2 separate regions of the Mus musculus genome follow, and region 2 is linked to region 1. Evidence: chromatin contacts called from public Hi-C data. All regions are on one chromosome and are shown on one strand. Each heading gives the region's core, a stretch centred on a gene start, on an enhancer-like site or on the middle of the called end of the contact. The rest is flanking DNA. Distances are from core to core; before and after follow the strand shown. Region 1 overlaps Fras1 (Fraser extracellular matrix complex subunit 1). Region 2 overlaps Fras1 (Fraser extracellular matrix complex subunit 1).

Region 1 (5,092 bases), core at 1,482-3,981:
TCTGGAGTAGATTTACAGTCATAAAATATCCATTGTTTCTCATTTACTCTTTCAGATATAGTTAGATGAACTGAGAAAACTTTCTGCCTCTCTCTGTTTCTGCCTCTCTGCCTCTGTCTGTCTGTCTGTCTGTCTGTCTGTCTGTCTGTCTCTCTGTATGTGTATGTGTGTGTTTGTTTGTGTGTAATGGAAGTAACCAAAGATAACAATGAGAAGGGCGAAAGGTAGCATGAACACACAAAACGTGTTGTTATTCTTCTGAGTAACTGCTTTGTAGACCTCCATCCTGTGGGTGGTCATGTCTTCCTGGCAAATGCAGATCTCTAACCACTGTTAGGTCATGGGAAAGGTTGATAGTTCTTAAAGATAATTAACTAACCCCTTTGTTTTCCTTGGGGTCAAAACTCAGGGCCTGTTTACCACGTGTGCTCTAACACAGAGCTATATCCTTAGCCTCTATCTTGTGATGACTCTGAAGAGATTCTTCATGGTGCCAGATGCATTATTAGTTTACAGGAGAGATGAATCCTGGGTTATCTTCTTTTGGAATTATCATGATCTGCAATTATAGAAGCCTCAAGAACAGCTCTTCATTGGCAGCTGGGAATCCTTCTCAGTTTTCCTGGTGGATCAGGAAGTGTCCCTACCACGGTGCTACTTCCTGTCAAAACTCTGTCTTTCCATGTCTTCTGCTTCCAGAAGTGCACCAGAACCCCCTGGACCTCAACTCCCTGTTCTGTTCTCCTCTCCTTCCTGTAGTAGGCCTCTGAGCAGAACTGAAGATCTTGCTTGCTCTGGAGCAGTTTCCTGCTCCCGAATCTTTTTCCAAGACAGGCAAACAATACAGTTAGTGAAATAAGCCCCTTTCTCACTCCATCTGCTTTCCTTATGAGAAGCATTTCTTGTGGAAACAATTCACCACTCCATTACCTTTACATGTGAAGAGACACAGAGGATTGCTTTTTGGGGGTTCTTTGTTTTTTTTTTTTTTCAAAGAAAGGACTTACCAAAAAGCATCTCTTGACAGGGAATCCTTTGTGTTGATTTATTCACTTTACCTTGTCAGTGTTACCTGTGAAAACACAGGAGGATTGGGGAATCTCCAAGGCTTAGGGGTCTGATGAACTAGTGTTTGCTGCTGTGATTTCATACTGAGCTGATTTTAAACACCCAGGGAGAAGTGCTGTGGATTGCCCCCAACCAGTGCTGCCCACAGTGTGCACCCAGGACTCCTGGCTCTTGTCACCATGAGGGAAAGATCCATGAGGTAAGTATTCTTTGTCTAAAGCTCAAGGTGCATTTGTGGGTTATTGACAGAAGAAAGCCTAGTGCTAGATCTGGGTTGCTAAAAGGTGTTGGTGTGTGTGTGTGTGTGTGTGTGTGTGTGTGTTTTGTTTTTCTTTGCATAGCCTGACTACAGAGGTAGGAGGCTTCTCTGGCTTTCTGTAGGTGATTTTCTTTCTTTCTTTTGAACAAGATGAAAAGCATACTATTTATTCCATAAGCTCTACATAAATATTTGTACATTGAGTTTTTGTCTGTATAAAGAATAGGCTGAGAATGTTGATGTTGAAGAGCTCGTGGTGTTGAATAATAACAGTACCCACTATCTTCCTTTTGTATGTTAATATAGATTTTTTTCTTTGATAATTTTTAATAGCTGATGAGTAGGACAGATGGAGCTACTCCCATGTCAAAGTTGTAAACAGGTTGCAAATGACACAATCTAGCTGAGAATTAACTTTCTCTTTCTAGTCATAGTTCAGGCATGTTTCCCTTCAGATACAGATTTTCAGTTTCAGGGCACTAACCTTAGAGATCTTGTTTTGGGGCCCTCCTAGGAACTGTAGGGAGTCCAGTGCCTTCCTTGGCTTTTCCTCACTGGGTGTGAGGAGCAATCCTCAGTCATGACAACACGGAATGTCTGCAGGCATGGGCAAATGTTTCTTATTACCCTTTCCTGTCCTCCATCAAGAACCACAGTCCTGAGAATGTCTCCCAAAGATTCACTTTTTACTCCTTAGACTGTATTTCCTGGATCCTACAGGCTTAATTGTAGATACTAAATACTAATTTAAATACAACATTGTAAGATTTATTGTAGGAATTATGAAAAGCATCCCTTTCTACCCTTGCTAAAAACATTACCCTGTCCTACAAGGTAAAGTTGCGCACAGTTAAGAAAGAAAGGCTCTTTGCGTTAATACTCATCTTCCACCTGATACACAATGTTCCTAGATTTAGTATCTCTGCCTATTCAGGAGAGAGCGTGGGTTAGCAGGATTTGATAAACCCACTCTCGGGCGCTATTCAGTACATGCACCTAACACTCACTGAGCACAATGCTCATGTCCCCAGGGACCAGATCATCTTCCTTTGCCCACTGTCTCCTAGGAACAGTAGGAAATGTCTCTTTCCGTTCCACACAATGTCTTGCTGAAAGACACCTAAGCAGGCTCTGCACTGCAAAGGTCTTGATCCCGCCTGTCAATATGTGCTGCCCACGCCAGTCTGTTTTCTAAGGGGGTGTCACCTTGAACTGCCACACATGATCCCCATGAAGTGGGGGCATTGCAGGGATGACTGGTGATGGGATTAATGGCAGCTCATCATGATTAGAACAGGTGTGTTGTTCCAGTTCGATAAAATCCGTGCTGGGTATTAGAATACAGGAGATACTAGCAGTCAAAATAAAATCAGGATCTTGGCTGGGAGAGAGAAAGCCAGATACACTGAAAAGATTTGGTACCAGTGATAGGTGCCAAATAGGAGTTAATAGGTGTAAAACTGATTTAAGAGCACCCTTACAGAGGTTATCTTTGCAATTCATCAGGGGTCATTTGATGGACACCATCTCTTTACTTATGTGACATTTATATACATGTACAATCTTATATTTGAAGTTGTTTAAGAACATTAATAACCATTTGAATACCTTCATAGTTATCTTTGCCTGTTAAACTAACCTAGAACTTGGCGCTGACCCTTCACCAAGGGTCAGTTTATTCAGTAAATATTGATAGGTGGGAAGACTCAGGCCATTACTCAATGATTTCCCCAACTTCTCTGTGTCCTTATTCCTGGGTTATGTAGTTACTGTTGTGGGTGGCCAGGCATTCGTAAGCCACAGGTCTCTTGTGGGTTAGTTATAAATCCCCTGTGCCTTTTAATTTTGCCTTTCCCTCTGCCCCCTTGCAGCTCACTCCTGCTGCAGTAACGTTAAAAGCTCTACACTGGATAGGAACATGTTCATGCATGCTTTCCTATTTGTACTTTCAAAATGTATCCCCTCAGAAAACGCCATCACTGTATTTGCGGTCCTCCATGTAACTGCGAAAAAGGGTTGCATTTTGATAACTGTGGCTTGGCTGGGAAATCGTTCATGGTCTACTTTTCCAAACAGACCCGGAGATCGATTCTTTTTAAAGTTGTGATGCAATCGAATCTCACCACAAATTACAAGGGTTAGAATCTTTGTCTTCTTACTCCCCAGCCCCCACTGTAACCTCTAGCTTCTCTTCCAAATCCAGTGTCCCTGATTTTCCTGAGCAGGTGACACCTGTTTTTGCCTGAGCCTGGCCTTGTCATTCACATTGCTAGGGTATTTCTCTGGATCCTAGCCCCCCAACCTCTCCCTTTCCTTTAAGCTTCTTTAGGAAGCAGTTTTCACTGTAGTAAGCCTCTCTCTGGCTGCTGGCTTGCATCTCAGAAGGCTGATTATGGTGACTTTCCTGGCAACTGTAAACTAGCCTGGTGTTTTAGGTCTTTGCTGTTGTGTTCTAAAGTGGAAACTTGGGCCTGCTGAGAGATTTAGTAGGGGCTTGAGGGTATCCTAGGTGAGAAGGGAAAGGAAAATTGAAGTGATACTGTCCCCTGTAACCATGGTTCAAGTTCGGAGAAGTCAACAGAAGGCTGAGTTCAGGGCCATGTGGTAGGTACCCTGCAGCGAAAAGCTAAGCCCCAAGGAAGGATGTCTCTGTCTGCAGGAGTCAGTGTCCTATGGAGCTCTCAACTCAGCAAGCCACAAAAAGCCTAAAGACCTTTCCTTGAGTAGGGAGGACTCTGGAGCCTTTTGGCTGCCTCCAGGTTGTTAGGAGTGCATTGCTACATAGGTTGTTGGAGCCAGGACTGTGGAGACAGTTTTATCTCCACCCTTTCCCATGAGATCTCTATACATTATTCTCCTTGGGATCTTGCCAAGCAGTCAGGGCACAAGCCTCAAATGGAGGTATTTGAATGATTGTTTTCTTGTCCCCTTGTGGTTGGCTCATAAAGAGGAAGGGAAAGCTCCAGTAATCTTTCCTCTCTTCCTCACTCATTTAATCCCAGCACATAATGACTTGAGTCTAAGAAGAAAGCGCATAAAGATTCACCAAAGACAGAAAGCATCAGGAGGCAGTGGCTCACATGAATCCCACTGAGCAAAGAGAGGTGCAGGGAGCCTGGACACTTACATCCCTCTCCATGAGGGCAAAGGAGAGCTAAATTACATATGTGAGAGAAGAAATTAATATTGGACTCATTCTTGTTCTACTCAAAGTACAGGGTATAATTATGAAAATGCACTGAACATTCCAAGATATTTAGAATTCTGAATTTATAACCTTATAAAAGGAGCAAATTATGTGAAGAAAAAAAATGTACTTTTTGCCGGGCGTGATGGCACACGCCTTTAATCCCAGCACTCGGGAGGCAGAGGCAGGGAGGTTTCTGATTTCGAGGCCAGCCTGGTCTACAAAGTGAGTTCCAGGACAACCAAGGCTATACAGAGAAACCCTGTCTCAAAAAACAAAAACAACCAAAAAATGTACTTTTTTTATTTTTTCAGTAAGCCAGGCAGATACTTTATGACCATATCTCTCCTTTGGACTTATGTCAACACTCACTAACTTGTTAGTTGACTGTTATTCTGTAGGATTTGCTATTGCCAAAATTCTCATGTTTTCAAAGGGTATTAACGAAGTTAAAGTGGTGTAGCAAAAGCTGGTTCTTGTGGGAGCATGGCCAGATGGATGTATGCGCCTTGATTTTATATAGCTCTCCTTGCTGCCACGGTGTTTATTAAAAATAATGCATTTGTAAATGGGTATGG
Region 2 (5,213 bases), core at 773-3,272, 110 kb after region 1:
ATAGCTGGGTAGGAAAATGGGCCTTGAGAGGAAATGAGTTCTCTGAGACAAACAGTTCCTCTCCAGACCTCTATTGAGCTGTTACTCTATACCAGGTACTGTACTTAGTTGTTGTGATCGGAGCCAGGGACTCACAGATGCTAAGAGCATGCTTACCACTGAGCTCTCTTGACTCTGTGTTAATTGTTTGCATTCATCGTTTCATTTTGTCTTCCCAGTGGCCTCAGGAAGTGGGTACTACTGTATATTTTATTAGGCCTCTAGAGGTTTAGGAAAGATAGGAAAATGGAGAAGAAAAGCAGTCAAATGATCATGTAATAGACTTGCCCAACCTCAAAACTCATGTATTTCACCCGGCTATGCCTTCCTATCATCCAGGTACCCGCCCTCAAAAGACCCCCTAGAACATTGCCTCTCAAACATGAGCTCTCTAATTGGATCAGTGTTTCCGGGGACATCAAAACCTCCAGCTACAAACATGATCATGATTATAACAGCAAGACTACCAGTGAGGGCAGTAGCTTGCTTCTCTGTGCCCCAGCCCCCAGGACTCCTGACTCAATGCTGAGCCTGATAAGTATGTTTTAACAATGTCCCTGGACTGCTGAGGTCCACATCCTAGACTGGTCTTACTGCAGCAGAAACTCCTTGTCTCACTTTTATGTTCTCCCCATGCAGTGAACTGTGCCCTTACAGGCGCTTGTTGAACAGAGAAGCATTCAAACTAGTTTGTTCTGCCCTAAATGAGGTCTTCCATCGTGCACTAATCCCCTTCTTTCTGGAGAGTCCCTTTATACCTCGTTTGTTCTTTCTACCACACTGTCTCCATTAGGCTTTCAATGGGTCTGGTGTCATGGCAGCAGCAGAATTCTTAGCTATGTCTCTGATGTCTCTGAGTATTTGGAGGAGGTCAGGGATAGGTCTGTGGGGCAAGCCTGCTCCCTGGGAGTGGTCTGGCATAAAGAACTAGGGTGGCCCAAGGCTGAAGTACTCAGGTGCCTATGGAATAAAGCCAGGTGGATCCGGCTCTACAGAAGCCCTGTTGACAAGTAGGCTCTGCACAGGCTTGAACTGTTCCTTGTGCATGCCTGTGTCTGACACAATTAGGAAATGCTAAACCTCGAGAAGCATTTAAAGGCCTACAAGCCGGGGCCTCGTTACAGCTCGCTCATCTGACATCTCTGTGTTGTCCCTACTTTACCTCTTACAGCTACAGACAAGTGGCCTCCTAATAGTTTGCTAGGACTGATGGGAGACAGAATAGAAGCTGCTCTAACATAGGCTTTCTTTCTAGAGTGTGACTGGAGTTGCAACGCCTGTACTGGGCCTCTTCGAACAGACTGTCTGCAGTGCATGGACGGCTATGTTCTCCAGGATGGTGTGTGTGTGGAGCAGTGCTCACCACAACACTACCGGGACTCCGGCTCCTGCAAGCGTAAGTGTCAGCCTCAGGCTTTTAAGGAGCCGGCAAGGTATTCTTCTGGCTTTTCTACACCTCCTGGTTTCCTTCTTCAGCAATGTCTCTGCTATCAGTGACAATTTCCTTTTTCCTTTTCCCATGCCTTAGTAGAACACAAGCTAAAATCTGCTAGCAGTATGACAACCATATAGTTAAGTGGCCACACAAACATTTCTCTGAACCATTAATTTTAGATTTCCTTAAACATTTAACAATCCTATTCTCAAGATGGGAAGCTCTGTATACCTAGAAATTTGAACCACCAGAAAGACTGATAATTAATTACAATAAAAATAAATATCTGCTAATTATTTTTGTGTTTGTCTAGTATTTTCTATAATCTGATACAAATTCCATGGGAGGAGTTCGGGATGTTATTCTCACTTCTGAGATATAGGAAGGGCATGGTAGAGAGGCTAGCCCTGAGACCTCCACTGACACAACCAGGAGCCGGGCTCTGTCACTCTTGTTGACACACTTTGCCCAGCGTATGGGTCCCATTGCTTCATGACCTTTGCCATAAGTGCCCAGAGTCCACTTGGAAAACCCGCATAGATGCCTGTTGACTTGACTTTTGTCTTTCAGGCTGTGACAGCCACTGTGTTGAGTGCCAGGGTCCCCATGAGTGCACACGCTGTGAAGAGCCCTTTCTCCTCTTCCAAGCCCAGTGTGTCCAAGAATGTGGGAAAGGATACTTTGCAGATCATGCCAAGCACAGATGCATAGGTGAGCTGGGTCTTTGCTGAGTGCTTTGGGAAGAACTTGGGCCAGCCAGCAAGTCGTCTGCACTGATTCTCATGTAACCAAGACCATCTGACATAGAAGCAGAATAAAAGCCAATGAGCTTGGCCTAAGTCATTGATTGCTTCCTATGTACTTATGCCAAATGCTGGTTAAATAGAATACAGGAAGCCAGACTGATAATTCTCTTGTACGAATCAATATTGTTCCTAAAGGTCTTTGTAGAAATGAAGCCAGCATTTTATGGAATGCAAAGCTTATATTGAATGCCTGTGAAGTACCCATTAAAAGTGGATCAGCTATATTGGTGTGGATGTAGAACGTTCAGTATGTAGACTAAATCGCTCATGACCCCAGTATTGATATTATATCCTTAAGGAATAGGATTTGGGCAATCGGTTAGTGAGAAATACTGGTGCTTTTACTACTAGACTGAAGTTAAGCCCAAAGTCTTAACCTTGCCTATGGAATCATCTCAGAAGAATTCCTACCTGCTGTCACTTCTATTGAAACCTGTTGCCTGGCGCATCCACTAGGAAGAATACTTGATGTAGAATAATAGTGCACAGGTAACATGGGGTCTTTTCTGAGTGCTTGGGGAAAAACTCCCTTGAGTTTTATATGTCCCTAGATTGTTTTCATCTCTAATGTCCCATTTAATATCCACAATGACGTTGTGAAACAAAGACATGGTAGATAGAGAGTATCCTGTTCTGTAAGCATGAAAATCAAGGCAGCTTTGAAGAGTTAAGGCAGCACATTGCGCCCTAGATCTCTGATTCAAGTTTAAAGCCCTAGCCCTGTGCTACATAGCTCTACCATAATAAATCCCAGCCTAGGAAGCAGGACAAGTGGACGTGGAGCACTCTGTCTTTCAAAGGTTATCAACTTGATCAAAAGAAGAAGAAAGCCCTAAGGTACTTTTAAGAGCTAGCTCTCTGAGTGAGGTTAATACTTACCGTCACTATTCTCATTCTCGGGTGACACAGCTCTCACAGTAATAATGCTATGGTATGGAAGAACAGTGAGCCCTCCTTGTGTGCCTGACACTTCAGACTGTAATGCTTGTATTCCTCCAGACTACCGTCTGTATTAGGCGCTATTTCTACCCTTATTATTAAGACAAGAACCCAGACTGTAAAAGACAGTTCAGGGTCACAGTTGGTAAGAGACAGAGAAGGCATGGTAACCCAGAGGAACCTGTGCTCTTCGTCTCCCTAAACAGCATCTCTCACAAGTCAGTAGGCCCTCTAGGACATTCATCCATGAGTGGTGTTCTTTACATGATGTTCTGTGAGTTGAGTGTGGATCTCACTATTCCGTTCCCTCCTTGGGGGAGATCAGCTCCCTACAAATATCAGCAAGGAAACTGAATTCTCTGTTGTTACAGTGAGGCAAGCATTTATCCATTGCTGGCGTTTTGGCTCTTCTGGTTACAGTACCTCTATTTGCCACTGTGGTCATACCAAAGGGATGTGCTTCACTGTGCCTTATCTGTGTCTTCTTTCTGGCAGCCTGCCCTCAGGGATGCTTGCGGTGCAGCCACAAAGATCGGTGTCACTTATGCGACCACAGTTTCTTTCTGAAGAGTGGTCTCTGCATGCCCACCTGTGTCCCTGGTTTCTCTGGCCACTCATCTAATGAAAACTGTACTGGTAAGATCATCTTTGCTGGAAGTCTGCTGGTGATGTTACCAGTCATGTCTCTGAACAAATGATGCGTCTCCAGATACAGTTAACATCTGTTATATGAAATTCAGCTTTCCTATTGTGCTGAGACCCATGATTCTACTATTTGTAGAACATAGGTAGTTAGGAAGATCTAACTCCTGATATCTTTGATCTTAGGATGAAAACAGAAGGGCTATGTACCTTACAGTCATAACTATCAGATAAGAAATTCGATGTAAATTTAGGTGTGATCTTGAATGGCAGTCACGCTTTAGAAAATCACGTACATATGACATGTCTAACGCATTATCTTCATGTAAACTCATACAGCTAATTCTGCTGAGGTGCCATAGTATATCTTTTATACACAAAGTGGAGAGGAGTTCTAAACGAATAGTGTGAGAAGACTGGTCCATTAACTGCAGATGTTGGAAGTGCATTGACTGGAAGGTGTTCTGTAAGGAACTCTGTCCCAACACAGAACAGACATCTCCCTTTAAAAAGCAGAGAAATGAATTTAAATTCAGCCTAGTTTTGAACCTTCTAAACTTCTAAACTTCTAAACCCTAACCTTTGTGGGTAGGAAAAGCTTGAGAGTTGCACCATGGCTGAGAGCTCCTGGGGTTTTGTTAATCAATAATATGAGGATTTTGATATCTTTTATTTCTTGACAGTACCGGGGATTGAACCTAGGGCTTCACACATGGTAGGCAAGTATTCCAGCCTTGACCCACAGTCTCAGCACTAATATGGGGATTTTTTTTTTATGCTGACAGCCCACTACATAGCCTGTCTCCACATCTTTGATCTCTAAAGTGATGAAAACTTTTAAAGAAGAAAATTAGTACATCTCTGGCATTCTTTACTTGGGATCTTCTTGGGAACTGCAAGTGCTTGTGAGATACTGCACACATTAACTTAGGAAAATGGATTTCACTTTCATTAGGATAATTTTTTTGTAGGAGTCACCACCATGAAACTTGGCATCCTCAAGGTGTCCTCTGACCGATTTTAGACGGGCACACTGCCAGACAAAGACCTTGACAAACTACATTGCAGGAGAAAGGATCGATTCTACATCACCATTCCCAAGTCATTAGATGTTTCATATGGACAGAGATGATCAAACTTTTATGACCCTGTATATGTGCTTCCCATGAGTTCTGACTCTGAGCCATTGCCCTGTGGACTAACTGGTACCCTTCTAAGAATGGCATCACACACATGCCTCTCTGTTTACTCTAGCTGCATATAACATGACACTTGTGTCAGGAAAAGACTGTGGTTTTCAAACCTGCCAGCTCATTAGCATTACCTGGGTGTCTATAAAATTAATGAGACTC

What was found. A called contact is a pair of places that touch in the nucleus more often than the background predicts.
Region 2: a Hi-C map of liver shows a contact between it and region 1, with 2.0 times the contacts expected there. The contact joins two enhancer-like sites. A contact is called at or near these places in 2 of 484 Hi-C or Micro-C datasets (liver and nephron progenitors) and 2 of 9 other capture datasets (adipose tissue and pancreatic islet).

What each region holds. Positions count from the first base shown.
Region 1 is chr5:96,533,685-96,538,776 of GRCm38.p6, forward strand. It overlaps Fras1 (Fraser extracellular matrix complex subunit 1), which reads left to right. Exons shown (of 74, transcript NM_175473.3): 4 at 1,175-1,267. Among named protein-coding and RNA genes, the nearest start is that of Gm33050, 77 kb to the left of the region's middle. Within about 2 kb of position 2,732, at least 3 of the 459 cell types and tissues checked have an H3K27ac peak or open chromatin away from gene starts, as enhancers often do. A contact at or near this core is called in liver, where this site is marked.
Region 2 is chr5:96,643,784-96,648,996 of GRCm38.p6, forward strand. It overlaps Fras1 (Fraser extracellular matrix complex subunit 1), which reads left to right. Exons shown (of 74, transcript NM_175473.3): 24 at 1,295-1,435; 25 at 2,045-2,185; 26 at 3,715-3,855. Among named protein-coding and RNA genes, the nearest start is that of Gm52781, 61 kb to the right of the region's middle. Within about 2 kb of position 2,023, at least 2 of the 459 cell types and tissues checked have an H3K27ac peak or open chromatin away from gene starts, as enhancers often do. A contact at or near this core is called in liver, where this site is marked.